Regions from separate parts of the Zea mays genome. Here region 2 is linked to region 1. Evidence: chromatin contacts called from public Hi-C data. All regions are on one chromosome and are shown on one strand. The core of a region is the stretch at or near the end of the contact, and the rest is flanking DNA. Distances in the headings are between cores, read along the strand shown. Region 1 overlaps LOC103632264 (putative pentatricopeptide repeat-containing protein At3g23330). Region 2 has its middle 58 kb from the start of LOC100281459.

The links. A called contact is a pair of places that touch in the nucleus more often than the background predicts.
Region 2: a contact with region 1 is called in a Hi-C map of ear, with 2.1 times the contacts expected there. The contact joins two enhancer-like sites. A contact is called at or near these places in 2 of 25 Hi-C or Micro-C datasets (ear and leaf).

Annotation. Positions count from the first base shown.
Region 1 is chr7:39,688,122-39,694,881 of Zm-B73-REFERENCE-NAM-5.0, forward strand. It overlaps LOC103632264 (putative pentatricopeptide repeat-containing protein At3g23330), which reads left to right. Exons shown (of 4, transcript XM_008654078.4): 2 at 1,597-2,388; 3 at 2,509-2,570; 4 at 2,663-3,503. Among protein-coding and RNA genes, the nearest start is that of LOC103632266, 42 kb to the left of the region's middle. Within about 2 kb of position 3,295, at least 19 of the 20 cell types and tissues checked have an H3K27ac peak or open chromatin away from gene starts, as enhancers often do. A contact at or near this core is called in ear and leaf, where this site is marked.
Region 2 is chr7:39,888,511-39,895,270 of Zm-B73-REFERENCE-NAM-5.0, forward strand. No RefSeq gene overlaps it. Among protein-coding and RNA genes, the nearest start is that of LOC100281459, 58 kb to the right of the region's middle. Within about 2 kb of position 2,476, at least 13 of the 20 cell types and tissues checked have an H3K27ac peak or open chromatin away from gene starts, as enhancers often do. A contact at or near this core is called in ear and leaf, where this site is marked.

The DNA.
Region 1 (6,760 bases), core at 2,045-4,544:
CAGCGGTAGCGCTTCAAGCTGTTGAAGACTTGCTGTAGATCGTCGATGAAGTTCTCCGAGTCCGTCGTCTTGATCACAACGTCGTCGACATAGGCCTCCACATGTTTGCCTTAGTGGTCAGCTAAGCACGTCTGGATAGCCCGCTGATAAGTACCCACTCTTGCAATTCCACCTCATCCTATATATATATATATATTATTCAGATGGAGGGGAACATGTGTTCTGGATCCAAGAGTTCTATGACTATGATGAGTTTTAGGTCTGCGATCAACCAGTCAACTGTGGAGGGTTTGCTGGTGGATTAATACACCGTATCAGCGTTGTAATAAATACTTTGTTCGTTATTAATAAAGCACCGTGTTTTGATATAATCCACTATATAATGTCGCTATACATGTTTTTCTCGATTTGATTACATGCATAGTGGACATTCAGTTTTATGCTTAAAACTAGGTGTGACAGATGAGGTCTCTAGAAACATAAAGGGGATATCCCTTGACATATGCTTTTTACGGATGATTTAGTGCTAGTTGACGAAAGTTGGGAATGGTTAAATATGAAACTAGAGTTATAACAGGAGACTATAGTTCAAAGGTTTAAGGCTTAGTAGAACTAAATCCGGATATATAAGGTATGACTTGGTTACTACTACACATGAGGACAAATATGTTAGTTTGGAAGGTTAAGTAGTGTCAAGAAAGGTTATCTATCGAGGTTTAGGATCAATGCGATAAAGAGAAGAGAATATTGATAATGATGTTAGCAATAGAATCAAAGCAGGGTGGATGTGTAGCGTCAAACATCTGGTGTTCTATGTGACTGGAGGGTACCATAATATCTAAAAAAACATGTTTATAGGATGATCATTAGACTTGCTATTTTGTATGGTGCAAAATGTTGTGGAAATGCATATACTGTATTGGATTTTTGGCCGTACAAGAAGGGGTCAAGTATGGAAGAATGACATACGTGATAGGATAAAAGTAGCATCGATTGAAGAAAATTTTGTCCAACACCAGTTTAGATGATTTGGACATATAATATAGAGGCATGTCTAGAGGCACCAATGCTTAGTGAGATCCCAAGGTACTATAGTAAAATTCCGAAATTGATATAAAAACAGTAAAAATTGAATATACACAAATATTTAGTTTCTAATAGAAATGTATGGAAAACAGCTTCTACGTGTCTGATCCTTGATTTGGTTTTTGTTAGGTTTTAACTCTGGCCTATCCTAATTTGTTTGAGACCAAAAGACTATTGTTGTTGTTGTTGTATAGAGGTAAAAACTTTTATATTTTAGCATTTTGCAACAATCTTTAGCTGTGTCATTTTCAGAGGACATCAATTAGTAATCATTTGAAGAACATGGTTCTGTTTTGCCAGCTTTCCTTATTCCGTTTGCTCCAGGAAGGAAAACAATGCAACACCTACTTTTTTTTATTGACGCTAGAGCTGCTAGCCTTCACATACTATGTGTCCTGCAATGCTATGGCATCACGGGTTGACATTTTTTTTTTATCTTACCATCCCATTGATAAGTTCTTTTGATTCCCATAACAATGTTCTCTCGGACATGTCTGGCTATAATTTCAGGGAGATTCAATGGGCAGACAGATGACGGAAGTGGAAACAACAAGTCAGATCACCATGTTAGTGGAAACAACAAGTCAGATCACCATGTTATGTTTGGAGGGAATTTATTCCAGTCGGTATCTTGCTCTGGTTCTGGCCATGAACAGCCTCGCCACGCCATCTGGTTCCATCAGCCCTTTCCTTATTGGATGAGCAGGCTCGTTCGCTTTCAGAGGTGACAGCAGGTTTGCTCCTGTGACCCTTTCCAGAATATCATGACTCGCGGATTGAGATCTCGTGATGGTTCATGGTTGCGAGTACTGCGCGCCCGGCCGGCTCCCATGTTGTTGGTTCGGTCCTCGCGATCACAGGCGTGCAGAAGAGTGTCATCTCAGATTTAAGCAAGCTCCTGACTGGAACGGCTTGAGGCGATCTGCTAGCCTTTCGTCGGGGATCATTGTTTGGTGGTATGTCATAATTGCTCCCCGGACTTAGCATGCTTTGTGTAGTGTAGGGTCTGCTAGATCTCCTTTGTAGGCTGTTCCCTCGATTTAAAAGGTGGCGGCAGGCATGTTAATGGCAGGATGATTAGCCATTCAATATATGATTGGAAAGGCCCAACCGCACCGCGCATAACTGTACATCCAGGACGCACAGTGTCATTCGCTGCTGCGTTGTGCATTCCGGCTTCAGTTCTGGCAAAGATCGCGCTTAACGTCGACTGCTGCGGAATCTGCTCGTCTTGAACAGGTAACTCTTGAGCAGCGGGCAAGATGGGTCTCCTGTGTTACATGCGCATCACTGCATCATCAGGTACGCGGTTTGCTGTTTAAATTTGCGATGGGTCTCTCATTTCTTTTCTTTTTCCTACAACCTGTTGGTAGTAGTTGTCAATGAAGAATCTCATGTTTTACACTGTACCGTCAGCTACAGGTAGTACAGTACATCTGCTGCTGGTGCTTACATTACAGTTCGGTCCATCCTGCCATGTGGTGGTCTCCCCCCCCCCCCCCCCCCCCCCCCCCCCCCCCCCCCCCCCCCCCCCCCGTTGCTCTCGGCGAAGTAATGGTGATGTGGGACTTGACAGGGCACTGATAACCAGCCAATCATGGAGACTTGTTGTACCTCGCGCCATTAAGCGGCTCCCCCTTCGCGCCCATGAAGATCTCACGTGGATGGGATCCACTGTCACTGTTGGATGCGAAGGTACGCTCCCTCACAGCCAATCAAGCATCCGGACGTCCGGATGGACGCACGGCCCGTGCCCGTGCCTGTGGCGCTGTGCTGCCGGCCTCGTCGTCCGGACGACCGACGACCACCGGTGGAGCGCACATATGCATGTTTTCTCTTCTCTTGCGAGCGCTGGCTGGTCCTGGGTTGGCTGGCTGGCGGCGCGCGCTTGTCCTTCCTCCGGCGCTCTCTCGTCAGAAGGGGTGAAGAGGGGAAGGCTGATGTGGCACGCGCAGTGTGAGCTGGCGCGGGCGGGCGTCGGCGCCGTCGCTCTCCCGACCTGGTGCTGAGCGCGACGCGGGGCGCCGGGGCCAGGACGATTCGTATTTGTGATTCCCCCGCCGTGACCCGCGCGACTGGACGGATCGGGTTTTCTGGCGGTCGCTGTCGCCGCCAGCAAGATGGGTCGCTGGGCTCTCGGGGGTGGGACGGATGGCAGCGAGGGAGCTCCGTTCTTCCGCCCCTCATCATTGCCCGTCCTGCCAGCTGCTGTCCGTACGCGTGTGGCAGCACGCACACGCCCGTATGGGTTCTTGTTATATGTTTGTACTGTACTAGGCGCGCCAAGACGATGAGGCTGGATCTGGTGCCTGTTACCGTAGGACAGATCCATTATCGATTACTCATCGTAATTCTTATGTACCGTACTATTACATTCACAGTCACTTTAACGTTATATCAACCTTTTCTTTTGCATACTTATGTCTGAAATAAAACATAATATTCTATTACAAAACATTCATCAAAAATAAATATTTAAGAAAACAAAAATCACATAATACATAAAAACAAATAAAAATTATATTATTTGAAAAAAATACATTATTCATAAAACCAATTAAAAATTACATTACTTGAAAAAAAAATTAAAACTATATAGTTCATAAAAATAAAATAAAATTTCTTTGTGCAGACTCTAGATATGCTCTATTAAATTATTTTAAAGCTGATCATGCATCAATCTAGTATGGATTAATGTCTCACGATTGACTGTCGTTGTTGCTTAGGGTGATGGTTGGTGATGCAACAAAGAATTTGACTATATCATAGTCATCCATATCGTATGATTCTCCATGTTCATTCTTAATAATCATTCTCCAGAATGATACATGCAAAAATGACCACACTAAGTATTTTATAAGAAAAAGAAAAATATGGGCTAGGAGGATATGGAAGCGAGCCTTGAGGACCTCAAATGCTCTTTCCACGTCCTTCTGTTCGCCCTTTTGGCATGTAGCAAACATCCACATCTTCATAGTTTGAGGCAAGGGAATGGTTTTCAAAACACTATCACACCTAGATTTAAGGGCAAACCCCGACGCGTCTCAAATGTGTGCTAGAATTAAGTCTCACACATATGATTACTCATGATACAGAAATCAATGTCATATTTTTATTACATAATAGGAGTTCTATACAAAATAGCTAAATAATTACATCATATGACGACAACGATACTCCGCAACCATAGTTAACTGGGAGACGATGACATATACATCTTCGAACTCATCGTAACGTCCTTCATGCTCCTCATCTTGCGGTACCTGTTCTTGACCTGGTGTTCGTTTAGCAAGAGTGGCTCACATACATTCATCGCTCAACAAGTTGTGGGGAATAATGTGCATGAGCTCACTTATGGTGAAGGCTCATGTGTAACGCTTACCAAGAAAAATGGTTAAGGCTGAGCATCATATTTAAAGTTGTTCGAAATTTTATTAGCATTTATTAAGTATAAGTAGATATCATCCCAATTAAATAAGAGATCACAATTAATAATAAATCCCACAATGCAATAAAATGATAGATTAAATTTAATTCCATAAATTAATCATGCGAGAGTCTTGAGTCGCTCTTGACCGTGAGCAGGGTTGATATAATAGTTTTACACTATGCAGAGGTTGTACCCTTTATCTAGAAGTCGTGTTACCCATTTGCCAAGGGATCACAACTTCTCATTCATCTCTACCGAGGAGATGAGGTAGGGTCCCACTACGAGGCCTTTACAATGTTCCACTAGTTTCAGAAAACTCGCTACAGTTTCTTGGAGAAGGGGGCGACATAGAAATCCCTCATCTAAAAAGCCATCACAACATGATTGATCCAAAAATCTCCATATACTGGCAGCTCCTGACACTGTGGTTGCCCCTTTTGGTAAGATAGTCCTCCATTAGCTTTCCTAATTAGTTAGCCAAGAGTGTCCCATTCCACCCTTGTGGTAGCACTGTTATCTTAGGTTAAGCTCCATGTTCCAATTAACACAATAATCTTATCATGAATAATAAATAATCCAACAATAATGATATAGCATGATCATAATTTAGATATAATATTAATCTCAAAAACTAGGCAGAGCAATAGCAAGACTACCCAATAGTTCATTTGTTTGTAAGGTGTAGGATAAACAGAACTAGGGTAACCTATTAGGTCCCATCAAGTTAACCTAAGCATGTCACGATGATTATCGAGAACATTATTAGGTTAAAGAAAGTGATCAAGGACACAACTTGCCTTTTTCTTGCGATTCTAGATACTTGAGATCCAGGTGCCTCGTATCCTCGATTCTATTCGTAGCAAAACCTATAGATTAGCAAACCATACTTAAATATAACATTGCATCAAACATAAAAACAAACTGCGTAAGAATATTCTATGCGTTTAGATGAAACTGTAGGTTTGAGAACCACTAAAAACAGAGTTAAAACGAGGAAGATACATTTTTTCTAAGATTCCTGGATTTATTTTATACTTAAAAATCAATTTCAGAATTACTTTATAATTATCATATTTTCTTTAGACTGCCGATACAATTTTTAAAAGGCCAAGGATCTAACTGAAATGATATGGACCTAATTCTTATGTTTTTTAACTGAGGTGGACGACGAGTTAAATAATATAATTTACATGGACTCTTTAGCAAGATTGTGTGGCCGAAGGGGTATCATTATGCTCGGGCCATTGGATTCAAAGCTCACGGCTGAGATTAGATGCAAACAATCCCGAATCGGCATGCGATCACGACCGTAGGATCGAAGATCGATGGTCATGATTTTAAAATATCCCGATCCAATCACTCCCATCCGATACACATCCAACCGCCCTAGACAATCCTGTCAAAAGGGCATCAACGCTCTAATCTGAGCTGCTCCCCACGTGATCCACGGTCTGGGACCGCACTCCTCCCTTGTAGGTTAGATGCGGCGGCGTTCTTCGTAACCACGACGACGATATTGTCGCCGAGGTCAGTATGGCGCCCTGGTACGCGGTTTTCACCATGGACATCCCCCACACGAAATGGAGAGGGCTGTGAACAATAAGGGGAAGGTCTTACCGGTGCCGATGTAGTATGATGCCTCGCCGTCGACGAATGGTGGCTTCACCGCGAGCTTTTGACTCCAATGAGCAATTTCTAGTGCCCCGCGCTCCAATTGTGCTCGGCGAGGCCACAAGCACCATCCTAGGGACAAGTTGAAGCTCTCAGGCCCGAGCTCGCGCTTCCAACAACAACAGGGATACGTGTCCATGGCATCGGACCTTCTCCTCTTCTCTTTCGTCCCCCCTCTACCCGCGACGACTTCACGTCCTGGGTGGCTTCGGGGCTCAACATTCCTTGGTCGATGGAAAGGGGCGAGGCCCCACATTTATATCCCGGAGCAAAGTCCGCCCCGATAGACCTCCGTTCTTCCTCCGTGGCGCTTCTTGGTGGTGGTGATACACGACATGAGATGTGAGGTGCCCAGGTTTATATGGAGGAAGGGGGTCCCGGTGCCTGCCCCCAACAACCGAGCCCTGCGCGGTAGATATGGAAGTTTGTTGGGATTGAGGGCAGCAGAGGATGGAGTTTGAGCGTGGGATCCGCCCTTAGCGTGGATGAAGATGGCTGACGAAAAGGCCCACATGCCAGGGAAAGGCTTGCTGTGAAAATGGGCCCACACGTCAGCGATCCATGTGCATATGC
Region 2 (6,760 bases), core at 1,226-3,725, 200 kb after region 1:
GGTCGCAGAGTTAGAAAGCTAAAACGACAAAGCCAACACAAATCTTGATAGCATGAAAAATATTTTCAATGCAAACCCTCATATATATACACAAAGCACCACTGAATGATGGGCCCCACGATACAGAGCGACTCTCTATTCTAGCAAAGGGAAGGTGTTTTTTCGGACCTTAGGCTAAAGGTCTTCGTTCTTTTTGCAGTCTGAATTTGTTACAAAGAAACAAACTAATACTGCGACGGGCTACTGTTGAGGGCCTTCCTCTTCAGAAGGTCCTTAAAAATATGGCTAACCATTTGCTTTCAACATACTACTAATTATTATAGGAGCTTTGTCGTCAAAAAAGCTTCAACATAACACAAGAGCAGCACGACGAAGCAAGCTTCGTCTAATAGGCTTCATTATGATGAAACAGGGAAACAACGTAAGGAGAAGGTGTCTGTCAAGTTAGTAAGTACAAATGGCAGTATTGTCCTTATGACATTTTGTAAACTCTGTATGTAATTGTTCAGGGCATGAATGTAATAACCCACAGAGCCTTACGATTGTCTATAAATAGGTGAACAGTACACGTGTACTGTTTACGCTGGATTGTGATGGCCCTCAGGTCATTACCTTCTAGCGAGCCAAAGGTATCATTGTAATACAATCTTTGAAAATACATTTATATTCATCATGAAATGAATACATAACATGAAGTTACATCCTACGAGTATATTTTCTATACTTGTGAATAATGTAATGTTGTTATTATCCATCATGCCCAGGAGAGAATAATGCTTCGAAGGACGAAAATATTTAACATATCACAAATATGTTGTATTGCTCTTGATTCACAGTAATTGAGAACAAGTGAACAAACAAGTGCATATAGCATATTAGTCTTTTTTTTTTCTACTTCACAACAGATGTACACTCGTTTAAGTAGTCAAAGTCTTTTTCAACTACCAATGTAAGATTAATGTATTAGCTCCTTAGCATTGTTGTGGATCATGTAATACTATTAATTGGCTTAAATGGGCCAACCTATTTAGTCCAGCATATGATGGTGCGATCGACATAGCAGGTACTGGCCGGGCGCTAAACCGGACTGGAGTCGCCGAATTGAATTGCCACAGCTAAGGAGTAAGGCGTCGACGTTACAGAAAAGGACGCTAGAATCGGCGATCCTTCCATTGGCCACTGAAAAGAAAATGACACGCCAAGCTCGAGATGGGAGGGAGGAGCGCCTCTCCGATCCGGACAGATCGCTTTCCTGCAAGGATCTACTGCCATAATGCCCGTGATAGGGAGCATGCCGCCTCCCTTGCTCTGGACAGTGGCCGCCCGGGCCTGCTGTTACAGACTCAACAATTTCGCACACGTTTAGTGCACGTACAAAATACGACATATCGAAATAGGACTTATTTTGCACATGCTTAGGCATGCCAGCAGCTTACGTCCAACCGTGCCCGTCGTCGGTCGTCACAAAAATGGCTGACCGTAGCTCGGGCCGCTTATCAAGTAATCCGTTCACAAATATATGATTGTTGATTTTTTCGAAAACTCTGACCACTCGTTTTGTTCAAAATATTTATTTAAAAATATAAAATTTTAAAACAACTATAAATTACCTTAAATGATAAAACAAATCACAACAAAATAAATAATAACTTTTTTTAATAAGACGAGTATTTTTTTTAAAAAAAGTAAACAATGTCATATATTGATAAATAGAGAAAGTATTTAAGTTACTGTGATCAACCTGTATGCTCAAATTTACCTCTGGAGATTTAATTTACCCTCAAAGTTTGCTTAAAAAAACTTTGGCACCTATATTTCAATTAATAATAGGAGAAGTTGTTGTGGTGGACACCGTTCTTTTGATTAAATTAACTGATTAACATGGGTATTCCGTGTGTTTGCCGAATACCACAACCCATTTAGATGTAGATATTGAACAGTTCTCCAAAATTGTATTGTTTGGTGGCACATAGAATTAATATTTGGGAGTGGAGACCCAATTCTCTGGAATTAGAGTATAACTAGTAATTCTCACTCCCAATACAGAGCATCACCACTCTGTATTACGTGGAATTACACCGCATTGTTTCAAACTCCAAATCTAGTGACACTCAAAACAATAGAATTGGAATTATATTTTATTTCAATATCATGATTGATTTGTATTGAACTCAGTTCAATTCCATACCCCTCCAATACGTCCAAACACATAAAAGAATCGGTTATTTGAATCTGAACTCCGTTCATATTTCTTATTGATTTAATCAAATCCGAAGGATGAGATTGATGGTGAACATTTGCTCTCTCGTTACTCAAGTGGATCTCTTTCTCAACCCCAGTCGACTGACGTCGAGCACCACCCTCACGGGACCGCATCTTATCTTCGTGCAGCTAGCCGCCGCCACGGCCGGGCACCCCCGGCTGGGCCCGGCCCCACGCGTTGAGTGCCGCCTCTACGTGCTGCCGCGTTGGACACCCACGCATGCGCGCTCATGCGGCGAGCCCGTGTGCAATAGAGCGTCGCCACCGTGCGCTGGCACCCCTTTCATTATGTCCTACGTTGCGGCGAGCTCTAGCTCCAGGAGGACGGTGCGGTCGATGTCATCGGTCGTCCCATGCATTGCACTGTCGAGGACATCGATGCAACCACAGCTACTAAAATCTGGCTCTTTGCCGAGTGCTTAGCACTTTGCTAATTGATTTTTATCAGAAATTCGACAAATAAGTCTTTGTCGAGTGACTCACTCGGCAGAGTACTTCTCTCGGTAACGACCACATTTATCGATAGCAGGACTCTCGGCACACGAAAACAATCGGCAAAGATCTCTTTGCCGAGTGTCAATCACTCGGCGAACAACGACGCTCGGCAAAGGGCCATCAGCAGTCGTCTATAGCTGACAGTCGTTATCTTTGTCGAGCGTCAAGTGTAGACACTTGGCAAAAAAGGTACTTTGCCGAGTGTCCCAAGTCTGGCACTCGGAAAAATATTCTTTGTCGAGTGCCATCCTTGGACACTAGGCAAAATATATTTTTATTTGTTTTTCTTTTTCCAACAAAACTTTTTGTGGTTTGTTCCTACACTATGTAGACCTACATGTTTCATTTTGACACAATTATAAAAGTGTTTGATATAACTATTAGATTTTGTTCGTTTAATTGAATTTCCTCGGATAATTCAGATTTGAACTGCAAGTGACTCGAAACATGGCAAATCATGCATGCAAAATAATATTCATGTTATTTAGCACAAGTTACGGCAGATTTAGGATCATACCGGAATTTTTGAGCACCATGCTTACGAAACATGACCGTGAACTTGCCATACAGTTGTTTAAAATTGTATAAAACACAAATAAGGTCAGAAAATCATGAAACTTGTCCACATGTCATGATATCATATGTAAAAGTTGTGATAAAAAATTGAAAACATTTCGTGAAAGTTATCATGTACTCTGTGTAGAAACCAAGGCGGTCTACAATGAAGTTCTATGATTTCACATGTTTGCCCGTGTTTGTTATCCCAATCATTCTCTCCCCCTCGGTGTATGCTTTCAAAGGTAGAACATATTCGTGTCGTTGAAAATTGTCGGACAACCGGGGAATAAAATGGGCCTATACATGGAGCCTTTGATTGATGAATTGATACGTGCTTGGGAGGAAGGGGTACGGACGTATGACCGAGCTACAAAGAAAAACTTCAAAATGCATGTTTGGTACCAGTACTCCATGCATGACTTACCGGCGTATGGGCTATTCTACGCCAGGTGTGTTCATGGTAAGTTCCCATGCCCAAATTGCAAGGAAGCTCTTAGATTCATTTGGTTGAAGAATGCTAGCAAATATTCGCCGTTCAATAAACATCGACAATTTCTCCCTCCTGACCATCCATTCCGCCAAGACAACAAGAACTTTACGAAAGGTGTTGTAGTGACAGACCGCCCACCTGCAATGATGACTGGTGCCAAAATTGGTCAACAGATAGATGGGATCGTGGCCAATCCAAAAGGTGGTTTTGTGGGTTATGGTGAGCAGCATATGTGGACAAGTAAGTCAGGCTTGACTTGGCTCCCCTATTATGACCTGCTCCTTCCACACAGCATTGACGTGATGCACACTAAAAAGAATGTTGCCGAGGCACTTTGGGCAACAATTATGGACATTCCTGATAAGTCAAAGGATAACATAAAGGCAAGAGTGGATCTGGCAGCGTTATGTGATAGACAAACCAAGAGATGAAGCCGCCTAGTGGTGGAAAGACATGGAGAAGGCCTAAGGCCAATTTCGTCCTAAGTAGGTCCCAGAGGAAGGAAGTACTTCAGTGGATCAAGATGTTGATGTTCCCTGATTGGTATGCAACTAACTTGAGTATGGGGTGAACTTATCTACTCTGCGAGTCTTAGGGATGAAGAGTCATGATTTCCACATATGGATTGAACGGATTCTTCCTGCGATCGTTTGAGGCTATGTCCCTGAGCATGTCTAGCTAGCGCTTATAGAGTTGAGCTATTTCTTCTGCCAGCTTTGTGCAAAAGAGTTATCTCGGATCGTAATTGCAGACTTGGAAAGATTGACACCTGTGTTACTGTGTAAGTTTGAGAAGATATTTCCACCTGGCTTCTTCAATCTAATGCAGCATTTAATTCTTCATCTCCCATATGAGGCACGTATGGGGGCCCGTGCAGGGACGTTGGTGCTATCCAATCGAGAGATGTCTAAAGACTATTCCAAAGAAATGTAGAAATAAATGCAAAATCGAGGCTTCCATTGCAGAAACATACATTCTAGAGGAGGTGTTAAACTTCACAACAACTTATTATGGCAACAACTGCTGAGCATGCATAGTCCACCTCCTCGTTACAATGATGGCGGCAATGAATCAAACCTCAACATATTTTGAGGCCAACTCGGAAGCGCAAGTGGTTCGACCACCAAGACCCTGCGACATGAAGAGTGGTGTCATATCATGCTATATGTATTGACCAACCTTGAAGAGATGACTCCATACATGGAACAATTTCTTCATGAATCCTGGCGTCGATCAAGGGACCCAACTCCACAGGAATATGATACCCTTCTTAGAAAGGGTGCGGGAAATGGATTGCCCGATTTCATTGCCTGGTTCAAACATAAGGTACGTGCTTAGTTTGTTAAATAGATCTATCTATGAACTCAATTTAGTGTCTTTTAACTTGTGAATACTTGCCGGGCCAAAGAGATCCGTCTATGAGTGCCGAGTTGAGACAAGTAGCCAATGGCTTTGCTTATAGGGTCAGCAAATATTCTGGGTATGACGTCAATGGATACTGTTTTCGCACAACAAGCTACGACCAAAGTCGACCCAATCGAAAAACAACGTGTTCTGGAGTCTTTACGCCCGGCATTGATGAGATTTATTATTTTGGACGAATCGAAGAAAAATATGAACTCAATTTTCATGGTTCCAAACATCTTACTCCAGTGATATTTAAATGTCATTGGTTTGACCATCAAGTGACGAGACGGGCACATTCTAATCTTAGGATAGTCGAAATTCAGCAAGATTCCACCATACTAAGAGACGATGTCTATACTGTGGCCCAATAGGCCACACAAGTGTATTATCTCCCATATGCGTGCCAAACGAAAGAACATCTTAAGGGTTGGTATGTTGTGTATAAGGTATCATTGCACGGTAAATTACCTGTTCCAAATGATGAAGATTATAACTTAGACCCAGACACATATGATAGAAAGTTCTTCCAAGAAAATGGGCTGGAAGGATGATTTGAGATAGACTTAACCGAAGCTATCGGAATGGAAGTAGATATTGAAATGGTTGTTGATGAGGAGGATGATGAGGTGCAAAATGAGAATGACTCAGAAATACTTGAAGGCAATGACATTAATGACGAACTTGTGCCTTCAGATGGTGTTGACTATGAAATGATTGATAGTGATGATGAGACTTATGATATGGCTAACCCAGACTCATGCGAAGATTATTTTTAATCGATGTAATGATATATTTTTTTATTTCGCACCTGTTAGTCCTTGTTCTCAAATGCTATACATTAAGAACAAGATAACACAATTGTCAATAATTAAAGACCTTCGTCTTTCGAAGCATTATCTCCTTTTGGATATAATGATCTCCAGACGAAGGTCATGAAGGGCATACCTTCATCATCTCAGTGGACAAATATAAATAAGGGTACATGAAATACAAAAGAATATAAATAATGATTATGAATCAGTAAATTATTTATATTCTCATTTCATAAACATAAATAAACGTCAATAATATTTATATTACAGTGATACCTTTGGCTTGCCAGAAGGTGAAGATGCGGGAATGACGCAAGAGCGATTACCATCCAGCGTGAACAGTACTGTGGTACTGTTCATCTATTTATAGGCATGGGATGCAACTCAGAAAAAATTACATTTGTGTCCATGATAACTAATTGTAATCATAATGCGAACTATTAAGGGCTAGATAGTCTTTTCCTCCTTAAGTCAGTATCGTCCTTCGCCTTCATAATACTAAGACGAAGCTCCTTCAGTCATAGCTTCGGCTTCTGTTCGCATCATCTTCAGGTTGTATCTTCATGTCGCATATACGTTTGAAGTATTTTGCCGAAGGTGTTTTTGCCTTGAGGACCTTCGGTGGGAAAGAAGACCTCCAATAGTACCTATTTCTAAATACATCTTTTTTAATGTGCTTATTTTCTTAATCTTAATTGCAAGTTGCTGGACAAAGATGGTGGGTGGTGGGATGAGG